2 separate regions of the Lactuca sativa genome follow, and region 2 is linked to region 1. A link is a contact called in public Hi-C data. All regions are on one chromosome and are shown on one strand. Each heading gives the region's core, a stretch centred on a gene start, on an enhancer-like site or on the middle of the called end of the contact. The rest is flanking DNA. Distances are from core to core; before and after follow the strand shown. Region 1 holds the start of LOC111889434 (nudix hydrolase 16, mitochondrial). Region 2 holds the start of LOC111889387 (TGACG-sequence-specific DNA-binding protein TGA-2.1).

Region 1 (4,128 bases), core at 1,160-3,659:
AACATGAACTTTATCCGATAATATTCGAATTCCATGATATAGTACGGAAATTCATTTCATATCATGTGAAATTACACGTTATAATTTTTTGAACCAACAACAAATTCTTCAAATTTTAGGCAAGACGTAGATTGTAATTATTTATGCTTCTCAAAGTATAACAACAGACCAAGATTATAGTTTGAAAGATACCAACAAATTTTTATCACAAAAGCTTTTTCATCGGGCTTCTTTTGTCTAAGAAAATCTTGTATGTTACAGAATCAACTCAACCCGATCTTCTTTAGTTTGAAAACTGTAACCAAAGTAAAGAAAGGAAAGAAAAGGGTAATACTAGTTTCAAGTGTCAACACTAGTCTTAAACTGATTCAAAAAAAAAAATCTCACCCAAAGACAGTTAAAAGATAGAAACAGTTTGTTGTGCCTAAAAAACAAGAAACCTGGTTGAAGAAGCCAAAGGCAAAATGATAACATGTTTTTTTTCTTTTTATGAAAAGATAAAAGTCGATGAGTTAGTGATGTTCCATTAATATGATCATAGCATCAGCAGTCCATTTTTTGAAGGCGTTTTCAAGAGCTTCACGCATCCATGAATGGCGACAACACTCGACAGCTTCAGGTATTGTGACCCAACTTCTGACCCTACGGCTCTGTTCTGGCCATGAATCCAACTCTTCCTTCACAAACAATGCAAACATTGCTGCTCGACACCTGCCTTCAGGGCTAAATTCATCTTGTAATGTTTTGCTTTTGAAATGGTAGTGCCCCAGAAAATGCTGTTGATAATGTCATAAAAGATACAATAGTTAACATTATTTTCAAATATATTATTGTGATACTAATATATAAAAACAAAGGAGATGCCTAAAAAAACTGATAAATAACATGAGTGAGCATTCTTAAACTGACCATTAATTCCCCTCGAACTCCAGCCTCTTCCAATGCTTCACGTGCAGCTGCCTCCTCAACAGTTTCATCGTTTTCCCATCCACCCTAATAATAATACACAATTCCAAAACATAAAATCAAACACAAAATGACCAATAACTAAAATGGAGTTGTTTGTAATTTGTACCTTTGGGAACAAAAGACCAGGTCCACTTGTAGAGTTGATCATTAGTACCTCCAAAATCTTCTCAGATTTGCTACCATTACTGCCTTCAGAGTACCGAAACCTGAAGGGAATGCACCTAATCATAATCATAAAGAAAGTTACTTTGAGAACTATTGAAACTCATATATCAACATTTTATCTCTTACTAAATGAACTGCAGATGCCAAAATGGATAGTTACAAGCTTGTTGTTGTGTTGCTCATTTGTTAACAATTACCACAGAAGCTAATTTACAGAACAAGGAGAAACTCGGGGAAGTGAATACTTCATATGCAATAGCTGCCTATAGCGTCTTAAACTCCCTACTGGAGTTGAATAGTAGAACAGAAAGCAAGATTCAAGAAGATAACAGAAAGCATTGAATGAAGAATTACGCAATTTAACAGAAATCCTGGATTACACTGACAGATGTATGAATAACTCAACAACAAGCAGAAATCGAGAATAACCTATCTAAATTTGGGGAAAGAGAATGCAGGTGCTTCTTATAAACAAGCTTAAAGATTGAAATAGTTAGGGGAATATTCTGGATTTGATATTAAACAAAGGCAAATGGGAAATTTTATAAATTAAAACACGAAGAGGAACAAGAAAGGGGAGAACAGTATACCCGGCGATGAGACGGCAACCGGCCTCATAACGCTGCTGATGACGACCAGTGCGGGCCACCAATTCAGACATTTCACTATCAATACATATACCTAAACAGTTTAATCCCTAACAATGCCCTTTTATCATCTCTCTCTTTCTCTTTGTGTCTGCTATTATACCCTTCTTGGGGAATCGAACAAAGACAAAACACCACTCACAAAAAAAAAAAAAAAAAACTTGTTTTTCAGAGCTCCTTTTCCGGACGAATCCAACCCTGTTTTCAGCAGCAAAAAGATTCTGATTCCTTCCCAATGCGTGTCGCCCAACCTCACCTCCTTCTCAATGCCATCAATCCCTTTTGATTCTTTGATTTCTATTGCTTATTTTACTGGAAACAAAAAGAAGAATAAAGAGAGAAAAGAAAAAAAGAGGGATTGAAGAGATGAGAGAGAAAGGGGAAAAAGGAGAAAGGAGAAAGGAGAAAAGTGGGGAAAGGGGTAGGCGCACGGATCGGAGATTTTGTGTGTTTGGATCGGAAGGAAGGTGTCAAGTTGGGGGGACGCAACAGGGTCGGTTACATATATAGAGTGTTAATGAATCTAAAATCTTGACAAAGAACAAATTGTGACTCAAAATATCAAGATTCCATCCCATGCAAACCATGGAAGATTATCTGCAGCGTTTGGTAGCTCCACTCTATTTCCTATGCTTTGATTTTGGATTTTATTCAAGCGATATATCTCACTTTTTGGTATTATTAGAAAATGTATTATTTTGCCAATAACAAAAATCATTTTTGTGGTCAGTTGCATGTTTGGTCTTTAAATTTATTTTTTCTGCTGACTGAAAAAACGCTGACTGAGAAAGATTTGTCTGGATAAGAAATTCTGATTGAGTAAGAAATTATGTTGTTTGATTGTTAATCTGACTGCATATGCTTACTGATGAAAATGACCATTTTACCCTTTCAACAATAATAAGCAAAGGGATGAATTCATCGAGAACATAACCAGCAAAATCAATAAACATATAAATTTATCAACATCATTAGCAAATGATCATATGAACAACAAACATGAACTGAACAACAAACATGAACTGAACAACAACCAAATCAATTGCAAATTCTGAACATTTATCAATCTCAACAACAAAAGTCAAAAGTTCAACAGGAAAAAAAAAACATTCAACAACAATAGAACCTCATAAAACCTCACTTTTGAAGCCATATTTCAATCATCAATAATTTTTCACCCTAGATTACAACTTTGTTCATGATTTCCAAAAGGGCAATATTGTCAATATCCATCACCATTGAATTCAAGACAACTCCAGGGAAGCATTGTACATAGCAATGCATTTTGTAATGAGATCATTAAATTCAATTTAACGTTTGAATACCAATCTTCCAATCTTCAATCCACTTTCATAAGTCCCCATGACACAACTCACGCCAACTGTTATGACTGCAACCACCAAAACACACGCACATAACAAACACCAACCATTGACCCTGCTACACACAGCTATAATTTCAAGCATTTTCAATAAACAACCCAATAAAAAGTGAGTTTACCAAGCAACACATAAGCCCCACAATAAGAACAAGAATCTTGAAATTGTTCAATCAAATGCTCCAATCTTTCTGTGTCTTCATGAACTTTACAAACCCAAATCAAAGTTCTGAACATTACAGAATCTGGTTTGATTGGCATGAATTTTACAAACTTTTGGGCTTCTTGTAGTTGTCCAGATCGAGCAAATAACTTTTGGGCATCGATTTCAAGATTCTTCATATTCTCAAACAATTCCAAAGCTTCTTTGCATAGTCCAGGGATTGAAAGTCCTGATATCATTGTTGTCCAAACATAAACATCTTTATTATCTGCTTCATTGAAGATTCTCATTGCACTATCTATGCACCCACATTTTGAATACATGTCAATAAGAGTAGTAACAAGTTCTTTTCAACAGGTTACCTTAAAGATTAACAAAGTAGTTTACTTTTATGCCAACACTCAAAGGTCCAGTATAAAATTCAGGTATGTATGAATCTAACAGCAAAATCAAGTGAACATCAAACATTCAAGAGCAAAAAATCGAAAATTTTAGAGAAAGAATGGCAAAAATCGAAACTTTTAAAGATAAAATCGGAACTTTAGACATAAAATCAGAACTTAACAGCAGAACGTACCTGATTAGATGAAGAATGAGCTTCGATCGGTGGCTGGAAGATGAAGGATGGGTTGCTGGTCACGGGAGAAAGAAAACAACTGCGGGAAGAGAAGAAGAAAGGAGGCGCTGGAAGATACATTAGGGCAATGGGTACGATTGGAATTTTTTTCCCTTTCTCAGTCAGTTGACATCCAAGTTCTTCCCCAATCAGATGTTTATTTCCCGCTCAGACGCGCAATATATGTTTA
Region 2 (4,128 bases), core at 1,138-3,637, 270 kb before region 1:
GAGAATATTCTGCTACAAATGCCAATGACCCTGTACAATCATATCATGTAACTGTCAATCAAGAAAAAAAAAAGTTATCTGAATTTGCAAAGCAATTTTCACTGCTATAATTGGGTAGATTTTTCAAAGTATGAACTCCTAATAAGAAATAATTTCTTAATAAGAATTTTATTTGAGTTTCATTTAACCCCTTTTAGGTTATGAAAAGTAGATGCTACTTCTTGTATGCATGTTATAGGTATACAAGAAACCGAAAGATTTATACATAACATTACCACCATTTGGTTGCGTTTGATCACTTGAATTAGAAATCACAACACCCTACAAAAGTAAAAAATAAAAAAATAGAAAAAAAAAGTCAAAAATTGGTGAAGATTTATCGAAATCACATAAGTCAATAGAAGCCGGCTTAATGGGCTCAATACGAAATTACTTGATGAAAAAAGAACGACTTAATAGACAGTTGATCAAAAGAGGCTTTCCCATTAAGTCCTAACTTTTTTCAAAATTTGCTCACATTTGTTTTTTTTCCTTCAACTTTTATTAAATATTCTTTAAGCATTATTTACAAATTTGCCCTCATACCTGCTTTCGAGCTCGTTGGACCTCTTGCTCTAGTTGAGTTAGCTTCAATCGACTATTTTCCAATTGTTGCACATATGCCTACACAGTAAAACCCAAAAAGAAAAAGAAAAAAATATTTAATTTCACTTTAAGGTCTCCTTTTCATTCATGGTACCTTTTTTTTTTTTTGTCAAAATTTAAACCAATTATTTTACCTTTTTCCTCAACCTGCTCTTTCTGGCTGCCTCACGATTCTGAGCTAATCGCCTTAATGTCTATAAATTTAATACAAAAAGTTAGAAAAAAAAATTTAATAAAAGAATAACATACAAAAAAAAAAAAACCTTTTGTTCTGGAAATTTTTCTTTTTGTTTGTCACTAGAACCAGAAGCCATAAACGGATTAGATGGAACAATATCAAACTGCATTCAAGATAAAAAAAGTAAAAAACATAAATCATAATTGAATTCCAATTTGTATAAAATATAAGTATTTGTTTTTATTACGCTTTGATTGTTGTCATCAGGGTCCATTTCAGTGGAAGTATCTGTGTGTGGGCTTCCATCTCCCATAATATTAGATTCTAACCAGGCCTCACGATTACTATTTTGCCCTTGTAACATCTGAAACACAACACATATTGTAATTAGCATCAAACTCCATAACATATGATGATGCTATAACAAAGTAACCAATAAACATACATTGTTGTTTCTTGCGTTTAACTCTTTTAATTAAAGAATATAGTTGTAACAATAAATACAAAAGTTAAACATAAAAGTGAAATCATATGATCAAAACATCTAAAATCACCTTATCATATGTAGCAAACTGGAGATCAGAGTGGACAGATTGATCGATCAATGCTGTGGAGTTGTAAACTTAAGAACAAGAAAAACAATGGAAAAGTTTCATTTGCAGATTCACTTCACGAAAAAAAAAAACGAAAAAATAAAATAACATTATAATTTAAAAATTATAATCACCTCCACGCAATCCAAGCGACTGTTCAGGCGACCCGAAATTAGAAACTCGGGAGGATTGACCAGCGTTACTCTCTACACCACTGATTACATATAAAAAATATTCAACTCAATTACTCATTTACTCAATCACATGACAATATATTTGAAAAGTAACATATCATCAATCAAGATTATAATTGATGTGAAAAAAAAAAGATTGAAAAAAGGCGCTATCAAACTACTTACTTTAACCTTTCTTTTTTTTTCACTTTCAATAGTTGGGTCTGATTTATAAAGATTAATCAAAAACTACACAAACACTTTATTATTTTTACGAAGATTAGAAGCAAATAGAGAAGAGATTACTTCGAATTGGAGATGGGTATCTGAGAAACAAAGCTAGGCATCGAAGCACCAACACTAGTATTAGCTTTTCCACCAACCTTGAAGCTTTTGCTACCCATAAATCATCATCTTGATAAAACAATCCACAGAGAACATTTTCCCAGAATTCAGAAAATAAAGGGATGACAAAAAAACCCAATTCCACTCAATAAAGAACAGAAAAAATGAAAACTTTATGCTTTAAAGCATTAAAGAACAACACCCACAAAAATTACACTTATTTTGATCCATTAAAACCTCAAAAGATACTAAATTTACTTCAAATCGATTACACAACAAGTCTCAAGAACATTACCTCAATCCCTAGTTCAAAACGGAGACATAATTCGAAGATTTCAGGAAGCAAAATGGATCTTGTTGACTTGCGGGGTCATGTGCTATTTAAACCGAGCAGACTTTTTTTATTTATTGAAATATGTATTTGTGTGAAAATCAAGCAGCCCCACTAACAATTTTTCAGCATCTTTCGTATTTTTCGAATAAAATATGTTTGTTTTGTTAGCATTCGTCACACCCACCGATGCTTTCAATGTTTTAATATCACACTTCTTGGGACCAAAATCAAGACACGTAGTATAAAAAGGGGTAATCATATAATAAACAAAACATTTACTTTATTAATGTTTATTTTGATTTAGAATCATTAAATTTATATTAGAATATTTACATTGGTTTTTCAACTAATTAAGGCTAAAACAGACAAATTTTGAAGAAAAATACGATTGTTATTGGTGTAAAACAAGCATTTTATGAAAAATATCTTTTTGGAAAAGTATATTATAAACTCAAAAATTTTAAAGTGTTTGTATTATATTTTAAAGAGCTGGAGTATATGATATAACACTTGACCACTTTGGAAGTTGGAAGCAAGAGGGTGGAAAGTGAGGCTTATGACGTTTAGACCATTCAAAGTCTTTTGCAATTATTCAAAGCCACTAATTATTTTTTTACTCTCTTTTCGTGTATATCTTTCTTTAATTATTCGGAATCATGCTTACGTATTTTGTTTTTTAAAAGTACAAAAACTTCATAAATGGTACATGTGGTTTCTAAAAAGATCGATTTCAGTACTTAATTTTTTCGGAAACGCAACCTCACCCCTCTTGCGATTCTCTTCCTGCTCTTCGTTTTCTCCCCTTTCTCAGTTATATTGTATTTGTATTGCAGGTGTAAAGTTGTATTGACTATACATGGGAGTGTTTTCTGGACCTGATCTTCTGATTAATGCAGAAAAATAGAGTCCATTTGAGTTGCACGATAGGTGTTTGATAAAATGCTTAAGAGAAATTTATGGGTTGTTTTGATGGTGGTGGTCTTGGTGTGTAGTATTTTAGTAACTGATTTGAATTTTAGTATGATGTTCTAGAGCTCATTTGTTAATTACCTCGTTTCTTTCCAGAAAATTGAACATGGAGTTGCAGGTTTTGGATATAAAAGTAAATTTGAATGTTATTATGCTATTGTGAGATGGTTTTTGGATGTAAAAATAAATCAACTACTGATGATGATGATGATGGATAATACCGTTGTTGTAATGCAGCAGCAGCGGAAGCCTTCTTCCTGTCTTTCTCTCCAATTTCTTCATCTAAAATCATCCCCCATCAATCTGTATAACAGCATCGCAAACATCTTTGCTCGATCTCTAATGGAGTCTATACCAATTACCAAGTTCATCAGCAAACTCGCACTTATTAATAAAACTATTGGATTTATCTGGTTTGTGACGTAGGGTAAGTAACAAATGAGCTCTCTCCAACTCCGATCTGGAACAACCTGATCAAAGAATGGTAATCTACAGTCCCTGTTTCCCTGAAGCAATCTTCTGCTTCAGTTCTTGACTCTTGGACCCCAGAGAACAAAGTTTACCTGGAATTTCACGATATCGCACGTTTTGACGTTCAAACCTTGAGATTTTATTCATCACTGGAATAAATATACAAAATATGTATTGAAATTTTTTTATTTGGGCACAATTTTATTCATATAATTATAAACTTTAAATATTATTTTTTGTATCTTTATAGATTTAAAAATTACATTAGCGTCTAAATTTATATTCAAACTCATAAATTTAAGCATTAAACCAATTTAATATTGAAAAACTTATATAAAATTCAAAATATCATATGATATCACTAAACTATCATTCCGAGACTAAAGATTAGGATTAATCCAATTTAATTGAAAAGCTTCT

What was found. Hi-C and Micro-C count contacts between places; a contact is called where the count stands out from the background.
Region 2: a Hi-C map of leaf shows a contact between it and region 1, with 7 times the contacts expected there. The contact joins the promoter of LOC111889387 here to the promoter of LOC111889434 in region 1. A contact is called at or near these places in 2 of 4 Hi-C or Micro-C datasets (both in leaf).

Annotation. Positions count from the first base shown.
Region 1 is chr5:321,711,966-321,716,093 of Lsat_Salinas_v11, reverse strand. LOC111889434 (nudix hydrolase 16, mitochondrial) reads right to left here and starts at 2,409. Exons shown (of 4, transcript XM_023885581.3): 1 at 1,725-2,409; 2 at 1,076-1,190; 3 at 910-993; 4 at 308-776. The coding sequence starts at 1,795. The coding sequence ends at 513.
Region 2 is chr5:321,980,509-321,984,636 of Lsat_Salinas_v11, reverse strand. It overlaps LOC111889387 (TGACG-sequence-specific DNA-binding protein TGA-2.1), which reads right to left and starts at 2,387. Exons shown (of 12, transcript XM_023885530.3): 1 at 2,230-2,387; 2 at 1,896-2,003; 3 at 1,551-1,630; 4 at 1,378-1,445; 5 at 1,071-1,187; 6 at 909-986; 7 at 780-839; 8 at 586-663; 9 at 279-321; 10 at 1-30. The coding sequence starts at 1,993.